Linked DNA regions of Sus scrofa: region 2 is linked to region 1. The links are chromatin contacts, called in public HiChIP or PLAC-seq maps. All regions are on one chromosome and are shown on one strand. The core of a region is the stretch at or near the end of the contact, and the rest is flanking DNA. Distances in the headings are between cores, read along the strand shown. Region 1 overlaps MED13L (mediator of RNA polymerase II transcription subunit 13-like). Region 2 overlaps MED13L (mediator of RNA polymerase II transcription subunit 13-like).

The links. HiChIP or PLAC-seq counts read pairs in DNA pulled down with a chosen protein or histone mark.
Region 2: an H3K27ac HiChIP or PLAC-seq map of alveolar macrophages shows a contact between it and region 1. The contact joins two enhancer-like sites. A contact is called at or near these places in 6 of 47 Hi-C or Micro-C datasets (embryonic fibroblasts, fetal skeletal muscle, heart right ventricle and 2 more) and 1 of 2 datasets of contacts at active chromatin or transcription factors (alveolar macrophages).

Annotation. Positions count from the first base shown.
Region 1 is chr14:36,110,185-36,115,243 of Sscrofa11.1, reverse strand. All of the region lies in intron 2 of MED13L (mediator of RNA polymerase II transcription subunit 13-like), which reads right to left. Among named protein-coding and RNA genes, the nearest start is that of MED13L, 51 kb to the right of the region's middle. Within about 2 kb of position 1,918, at least 1 of the 83 cell types and tissues checked has an H3K27ac peak or open chromatin away from gene starts, as enhancers often do. A contact at or near this core is called in alveolar macrophages, where this site is marked.
Region 2 is chr14:36,192,469-36,197,145 of Sscrofa11.1, reverse strand. All of the region lies in intron 2 of MED13L (mediator of RNA polymerase II transcription subunit 13-like), which reads right to left. Among named protein-coding and RNA genes, the nearest start is that of MED13L, 130 kb to the right of the region's middle. Within about 2 kb of position 2,660, at least 1 of the 83 cell types and tissues checked has an H3K27ac peak or open chromatin away from gene starts, as enhancers often do. A contact at or near this core is called in alveolar macrophages, where this site is marked.

The sequences.
Region 1 (5,059 bases), core at 669-3,168:
CATCAAAACTGCTTATATTTAAACAAGCCCAAGATGATCAGTAGAAAAATAAAAAAATAATCTTAATGAAAAGACCTCATCTTGATGAAGCTCACACTTCCTTTCTTCAGGCAGTCATTTCACAAATATTTACTAATTTCCTACTGCTGGCAGAGAATAAGGCTTCAAGAAGATTAGCAAGAAGTGTTACCTCCCCTCAAGGCTCGTAAAGCCATAAATAAAAGTACATTTTAAAATGGAATATATTTTGCACATGACACTATATTAAATAGGAGGAAGAAGTTGCTAAAAACAGATCTGTGAATGCGCTACTCTTCACTTTACCACTGTATATACACAATCCTTTTCAACATAAAGACACTTCACCCTTAGAATCTATTTTCTAATCTTATTCTTAAATTTTTTTAAGTCAAACCAGTTTTGCTGCATGATTAACTGCAAACTGCAAGGTATTATTCTACTACAACATCCTGACAACCAGCTCATATTCAGTTACACTATCACAGCACCAAAAAAAAAAAAAAAACAAACAAAAAAAACCTAATTGTATGATCATGTGGATACTGCAGAAGCCCTTTAACTCAATCCTAGATGGGCCTCAAGAGGATAATGCTTATTCTGTTGAATTCACTGCCAAATCATAATATGAAAGAGCTAGGACCAAAACAAGACCCAATTATACAAAGAGTACATTTTACCAATGTTGGGTTTTTAAGAAATAGGTATGTGGCCCAGTACTTGTGGAAAATTGTTCAAAAATATTTACATAGACAGAGCTGTAAAGACAGTTATCAAACACTCACTAGCCACAACGATGAGAAACCCTCATCAGGTAGCATCAGGACAGCTTAGGCATGAAATACTTAAAGCAAGAGAATCCAATTTCATAACTCTCTAGTGCTTAAAGCATATCTAAACTTTTGGGTTCTTTGAGGGGGGAAGAAGGAGTAGATTTATGTATTATTTCTGCTATTAAAATATTTTTATACAGAAGAAAACATTTTGGCTTCTAGTAATGCTCATGACTCTCTGTGTATGTGTATGAAGTTCTAATTACCATTTGTTCAAGCATCAAAAAATAAAACGGAAACCATCAGCAAATACAATTATTCACAAAAGTTAAGATATCTATAAACTGGTTTAGTCTAGTCTAATATAAACAAGTCCAGAAACCATTTAAGTTAACTAAATGGTAGCCTCTACAACTAACTCCTGCTTCACACAATAGTTATCCTATTCTTTTAGTACATATTTCTGATTTATCAAGAACTGGACCTATTATAATAGATCTACATAAGGAAAAAATGATAACAGATATGTAATTCTAGCTTTTTAGTTATCTCAGTAAAATTATAAAAGCAAATGCTAATCTCATATCAAGTCTAAATATTCAATGTGTCATTTGTCAAGTTTTTATAACTCCCAAACTATTTTTATTTACTTTATTTTTCCTCCATTATCAATTTGGTGTGTGCTCAGTTCAGATCTAAACTAAATGAGCTGACATTACTGGAATAAACATTTACCAAATGTCATACAAAACATTTAAAATCAAAAAAGATAAGCCCACTGCCCCAGAATTACACAAACCAGTATTCTTTTTATAAGTTTAGGAAACAGATCTGATTAGATATAGACTCTAATCGTTAAATGGGTTTTATTTTAAATGGCATGGTATAACTGATTTGCTCTTTTGTTTTTTTTTTTTTTTCAGCTGCACCCATGGATTATGGAAGTTTCCAGGCCATAAACCAATCTGAGCCAGAGCTGCACCATAACTGGATCAATGAGAGATCCTTAACTCACTGTGCCAGGCCACCAAGGATCAAACCGGTGCCTCCATAGAGATAAGACAGATCATTAATCCATTGTGCCAAAGTAGGAACTTCAATTTAGTCATTTTATATGGCACAATCACGTAGTTTCATGTTATGTATATGGGTTTGAGTTTCATTGCAACTAGTGACATGACTAAGTCACTAGTCTTAGTGACTTTTTATAAGCTTCAGTTTCCCTTTGAGTATGCTAATTTAAACTTATAAATGGGAGAGAATACTCACTGAGCTCTCTCACCGATGAACCACTGAGACAGATTCCCACTTTCTTCTTTCCTTTAAAAAACCCCAGTTTTAATTTAGAGACATTTAATGTCCTATGTAAAATACAACCAACAGACTGATCTGATGCTATGTGAATATGCCAGCAAAGAATTTGCTTGTAAATTTTGTACCGAAGGTGTTTTTGTTCTCTGTATGTGTAATTTGGGATCTCTGCATCATTCCATTTTAGTGTTTAAGCACATCTTTTTTATTGAATTAACTGGGCCTTTAAATTCAACTAATACATCATTAACTTTTTCTCCAATTTACCACATTTAGATTTTTTTTTTTTTTTTTTGGTATTTTGCCTTTTTCTAGGGCCACTCCTGCGGCATATGGAGGTTCCTAGACTAGGGGTCTGATCAGAGCTAGAGCCGCCAGCCTACACCACAGCCACAGCAATGCCAGATCCGAGCCACATCTGCAACCTACACCACAGCTCATGGCAACACCGGATCCTTAACCCACTGAGCAAGGCCAGGGATCGAACCCGCAACCTCATGGTTCCTAGTCGGATTCGTTAACCACTGAGCCACAAAGGGAACTCCTATATTTAGATTTTTAGATCAAACTACCTGAACAAGAGATAAAACAAAGAAATTGCTTTACTGGGTAAAGAAATCTTAATATTACTTGAATGTATAGGAACCTCTTTCAAATCTTAAAGTTTTCTTTTTTATTATTCATTAAAGGATAGTTGATTTACAATGCGGTGTCTTAAAGTTTCTATTGAGGAACAATATTTTGAAATGTATTCATCACTAAAAATAATACACATCAAGCAAAAAAAGGGAAGGAAGGAGGGAGGGAGGAAGGGAGGAAGGAAAAAGAAAAAAAAAAGCTGGAGTACACCAATAATTGTTTGCCTATTTTTAGGTTAATATTCAACTCTGCTTGTGGTTGTGATTTTAATACCTCATTACCAGGAAGTTTTACTCAGGTTTACTTTATACAGTACGTGAGTTTATATATAATGCCTATACTCACCAAAACACAAATCTCCACCTGCCCCCATCAAATGATTAATTTTTCCCTAAAGCAATAATTTTTAAATTATAATTTTCACCAATTGTTTAATTTTCATACCATTAGAACATAAGCCCTTTACATGCTATTTCATCACAATCTCAGTATAAATGTCTCATTTTTTATAGAAAAAAAACTAATTACATGGTTCAGTAAGTTGCCTGTGGTAACATCAATTTTATTTATATTCAAAAGCTAGACTTTAGATTATTCTCTAAATTTCAAGCACATTTAACTTAATAATTCTATCTAATCCATTAGATCTTTTCCCATTTTCATATGAAAGGATTCTGCAGTCATTATGATCTTAATCATAATTTTACAATATAAATTTACTGCTTACCAAAGCTGTAATAAGCATTTTACTCTTTTAATAAATTTGTAATTTTCTATTAAAGCTAGTATTTCAGTAATTATACACTAAAATCATTTGGATAATCATCATGCAATGAAAACTATTACTATTCTATAGTTTCTGCAAATTAATTCTTTCAAAACTAAACACAGTGAAAACAAGAAACATTTACTTTATAACTACTTAGAACTAACTATCATTTACCAGTGAGCCTGTCTTTTCCCTAAGTGTTTTCTGTTTCTCTCGAAACACAAATGCATTTTTCCATTATTATCCACAAAGTAACAGCAAATTGAAAATTAAAATAAATTTACTTTTCAGGTACACAGTGTTAAAATCTCAAGAATTATTACTGCCATGTAATAAAATCTCCATATAAATGCTGATACAAACATACTACAACTCTAGAAAGCTGCAGTGATTAATTCATCTGTTTTCAAAATCCATCAGATTTGTATACTAGAAGAAATAAATGCAAACAATGTTAAAAATCTTGCAATTTAGTCAGAGATTAATTTGATGAATAGTAAATTTACTGTTTTTATACCTTTATAAAACAGTAAAAAGTCAGGGATAAGATTTTCTTTTTAGAAAAAATTTTCAAACTGAATGACATTTTAACTAAAGATAATTTCATTTCATTCGTGTTAATTTTATTGGTAAACGAGCCACTACTCTCACAGAATGCAATTCTTTTTCATTTCAATTGGGAATAAACTCATTTACAGAGTTGATTAAAATTCATTTCATTTAGTCAGATATAACCAGAAATCACCAAAAGTCAACTGAAAATTCAAAGACTACAAAATATACAAACATAGTAATACTTTCCTACATACCTTACTGTCTATGATTTTAGAAAATTCAGTGTCAACACTTCTCTTTTTTTTTTTTTTCTGGTCTTTTCTAGGGCTGCTCCTGCGGCATATGGAGGTTCCCAGGCTAGGGGTCGAATCGGAGCTGTAGCTGCAGCCTACACCACAACCACAGCAATGCCAGATCTGAGCCGTGTTTGCAACCCACACCACAGATCACGGCAAAGCCAGAACCTTAACGCACTGAATAAGGCCAGGGATCGAACCCGCAACCTCATGGTTCCTAGTTGGATTTGTTAACCACTGAGCCACGACGGGAACTCCAACACTTCTCTTTTTAGCATGCTACACAATAAGTGGCTATTTATTTTCAGTTTGGCTCTACAATCATACTTTGCCTTGGCCAGATCTTAAAAGTTTTTCTTCCTTTCTCCTCTCCCCTGCCCACCCCCCATCCTTCCTATGACTTAGAAGCAGTCTTGATTTTTTTTAACTGCTTTTGTAAAATCAGATGATTCAAGAAGTTTTCTGTTGTTTTTAAATAGGCTAAAAGTTAGGCTTTTTTCTCAAACCAGAGTGAAAATTTGTCAGGGAAAAGAATAATTACACAGTCTCAAAGTTGTGCCCCAAATTTACTTAACAGTTCAAAAAGTTAAAGGGTATCTATCTCTACACTGAAGAAATGTGACAGACACTACCATAACCAAGCCATCAAACTTAGCAGGATTAATACTGGGACTAACTGACAGGTGTCTCTGATGTGA
Region 2 (4,677 bases), core at 1,411-3,910, 81 kb before region 1:
CAGTTCACAAGTAAAACAGTTTGTCATCAAGTCAAAAGCTAAAATATCTTCCCAGTCTGATTTTAAACTCCTTAAGGGGACCAAACATGTCTTTTATCCCCTTTGTTTCACAGAGTACATAGGGCAAGGTAATAAGCTTGCTCAGTATTTACTAGATGAATAGATGGATGTGAACTGTTCCAGTTCCCAAGACAGATAGGGAATTTCAAGTATACTTTCTTTTTATATCTCACCTAGGAACAAAATTATCATGAAAAGGAAAATTTGTATAAAGTAACCAAAAAGCATATGCCCCCCCCTTTTTCCAGCATGCTCTATCCTCCTTATCCTACTCTATTTTTCTCCTGAGCATTTACCACCCACTGACATCCTATATATTTATGTGTGTTTATTATGTCTCCTCACCCCATCCCCTACTAGAATAAAATGTAAGCTTAATGAAGTTAAGATCTGCACGCTTCATTTCTAGGCAATATCCTCAATGCCCAGAATATTACCTGGGACACAGTAACTATTCATTATCTTCCTAGTTCATTAATGGAGTTATGAGTAAGTCTTACAAATATATATGCATGTAGACAAAACTTATTTCATCCCTCATGAAATACTGCTATCTTTGAGGTGTAATATAGGAGATACCTGGAGAAAGGCATGTTTGAGATAGCAACCACACACACACACACACACACACACACACACACACACACAAAAAGGACCCAGAAAAGCAATCACTAAAACTGGCCTAAAACCACTAATCTGCAATAACAAGTGGTCTCTGCTCAAGCTAAATATCTATCCTGCAGCAGTAAAAAACCAATTCAGCAATGACTTGAAAATATTACATTAGTAACACTATTCCTATAACTTCTTGAGTTATTTCAGGGCAGTTTCTAACAAGCATTACTCCTACGCAGCAGGAAGAATGGCTAAAATGATAGTCATCACATTTTAATCGAATTACATTTTAAATGTCTATCTACCTTATTCAACTATAAGTTCCTGGTCTATACCTGGTTGCCCTGTTTGTCTCCTTCAAATGCTAATTATTTCATTGCTTGTATACAATACAAAAAACAAACAATAAAACCCTGTCCCCTGCCCATTAAAACATAATCATTATGAGGGCAGAGAGATGACAGGGCTGAGTACAATGAATAAATATTTGTTGAACTCAATTCAATACAGAGATCAAGATGCCAATAAAATTAATCTTCAATCTACAATCTTATTTCTAGACAATTCAATTATCACATTAAACATCCATATCAGGAATCTAATATGAAGGCAATTAAGTAAGGTTCAATTAATCTGTTAACATTCTGTTTCAAACCAATATTAAAGCTATGCATAACCAGTTATTGTAATTATATAAATGAAGGCTATAAACATTAGGTGGCAGCAGCAGTACACTGCACTATAATCCTGAAATTGATTTTTTATATCCTCATATATAGAAATCCAATCCATAAATGGAGCTACACAAATACTCTAACATACAAAATGTGCAAAGAGAATTGATAACACATAACAAAACATAAAAATAAAATTATCTTGGCATCCAGATTTCCAAAATTATTTAATGAAATAATTGAGCAATATCAAAAAGCACTGACGAGTTCCTATAAATGTATTCAAATTTTGTTTTATACTTGCTCACTCACAATCCATATCGAAGGAACCAAATCCTACCTTCAAAATTGTATCTATGATATGACCACTTTTTCAGGCCTCCGCTCAAATGTCACCTTAATCAGTGAGACTTTCTATCACCATTCTAATTTAACTGAAATAGAGTTGATACAATGTTGTGATAATTACTGCTGTACAACAAGGTAATTCAGTTACACATACATCCATTTTTTCAGATTCTCTTCCCATATAGTTATTACAGAATATTAGGTAGAGATCCCCTTGCTCTATACATCAGGTTTCCAGTGACCATCCATTCCATACACAATAGCATGTGACCATTCTATTTAAAATAGCAACTCTACTCCTGAGTACTTCATTTTCTTCCATGATAGTAAATGGCATCTGATATACTATTTTGTGTTTACTTCTTTACTATCTCCTCTATAATTTAAAAGCCACAACAAAAAAAGATTTTAGTATGTTTTCTTCACTGTTTGTTTCCAGTGCCTGTAAGTAACTAGTGGTAGTCAATTGTTAGCAAATGACTACTATCATCAAACAAGCATATAACAATAATTTCACAGTTGTTTCTTACTTAAGACACAGACTACATTAAAAGTTCAAGACTACCACTGATTTATTTACTACCTTTAAGTTCAGGTAGTAAATAAATTTGAGTATGTATGTATAAAAATGAAGTGACCCTTTTTTAATACAAACATTCTAAAGCAGTATGAACTTAAGTGTGTTACATTAACTTAACATAAGAATTCTTTTTTAAATATACTGATATGTCAGAATTATATTTCTTAAAAATAAGAACTCTTTTTAGTGTCCTTAAATATTAGAATTGCATGCAGCCAAGCTCTTCCACTCAAATCAAAGAGATGAATTCAAAATTGTCTGCTACATTTTATCTTATCTACCAGCAAGCGTTGTGGGTTCAGGCTCTGTTGGCTTCAGAGAGAGAAAGAATTACAGGTTTGCTCTCCACCAAATGACTCTGTAATCGCTGTTGATTGCTTAATTCTGATCTACATCAGTAGCTAACCACTGATTATGAAATGCTTAGATTTAGTCTGTTTTCTTTACTGTTTACATTCTATAGAATAAACATTTGGGCAAGAGATGGAAATACTAAAGAACCTCAAGAAATTTTCAAAATACCCTTAAAATCCTCACATATCTTTTATCAAATTGATCACTATTATAGTTAACCTCCTAAAAAGTGATTTTGAGAGCATTTAAACACATGTGTGAAAAAGCCATCACTTTCGCTTCTTAACTGTAATATGCGGCAAGCGTTTTTCACTGTTCCAAAGAAAAGGTTACAGAGTTCCCATCGTGGCTCAGCAAAAACAAATCTGACTAGCATCCACGAGGACACAGGTTCAATCCCTGGCCTTGCTCAGTGGGTTAAGGAGCCCGCACTGCCGTGAGCTGCAGTGTAGGTCACAGACGTGGCTCAGATCTGGCATTGCTGTGGCTGTAGCATAGGCCAGTGGCAACAGCTGTGATTAGACCCCTAGCCTGGGAACCTCCACATGCCACAGGCTGAGGCCCTAAAAAGACCAAAAAAAAAAAAAAAAAAAAAAAAAAAAAAGGATACAAAATTGCTTGAAAAGGGTTCTTATTTTTGTTTCACTTTGTATTGTTTTGTTGTTGTTCAGAGTAGGGAGGGGGAAAAGGAAGGGTAATGGAGCATGAACAGAAATTTTAGAATTTAACAAATGGGAAATATTTTTCTTCCTCCTTCAGCATCAAACTAAATGAGGCCATGGGCTACTCTGCCACATCAATGTACACAGAAAATTATCATACAACATTTTATGCACATAACAAACAAAATACAACACAAGATCATTTCTCGGTAACAAATTAACTAAAAAGAAACAATGATAATCTGAGCCTTAAAAATTTGGGCATACCCTTTCCTCTTAAATTGGCTTAGAAAGATCTCAATTACAAATGGGTAGTGCTCCATAATTTCATTTGTAAATCACTGGTTTGGAATTCAAAATTTTGTTCTCCCAGGAAACATTATATAAAGCAGTTAGGTTCCCAGCTTGTCCATAACAGCTGATATTACCTTGATTTATACTTCTTACGAGTTGACTCACTTTCATTACTCTTCTCGGGGACCTCTTTTTCTATGGGGTTTTAATTAAATTGTGTATTAGTTGACTTCCATGGTCCAAGCTAGATATAACCACCATGTTTTCTATATATTGCTATGAAAAGAAGCAAACTGCAGGACAAGGCAAAAAAGTAGTTACCCCAGAACATTTTCATTCCCATGTCTCTGGAGAGGGCAAGACCCTGATGAGTTAGTTGTTCATGTTCATCAATGGAATATATTAAAGTTACAAATCTTCAACTATGTAAATAAGTATACAAAACCTATTTTCAAGCAAAAAAGAAAATCACAACAATTTGTACCTTTATAAAATCAGGTTATGGATTGGCTAAAAGAGACCACACACATATACCTCCTTAAAATGCCCAATTATTTAGCCAATGCTAGATAACTTAATAAAAGCCAGGTGGCTATACAGAGCCACAGAATACTCACACATGCAGCTTATCTTAGCTTGGTTTTTTCTTCATGCCTGGATTCCACATGTCACATACTAGAAAGGGTCTTGACTGAACTGAGAAATTCTTGCTATTCCACTGTCCCAAAGGCTTAACTCACCATTTGGAAGTACTCACACCATGATTCCATTTAAAAGAATGTTTGAAAATAAACTTTCCTGATTCCTAAATTAAACTTAGCAGCAACAAGACCACATCTTCATCTAGGATGAGAAAGCAAAGTTGACGCCAAAGTATTCCTGAGAATTCCTGCCCTCCACTGTTCCAAAGAGCTTGGTTCCCCATGGTCCAACCCTAAATAAGAGTGATTTTAGATATTTTTTCTGAAATTCTGGGTGATTGTGACACTTCTTGAGGATCTTGGTTCCAAATCTGTTTTCCCACCCCCAAAAGAGAGATAGATAGATAGATAGATAGATAGATAGATAGATGGATAAATAGATAGATAAT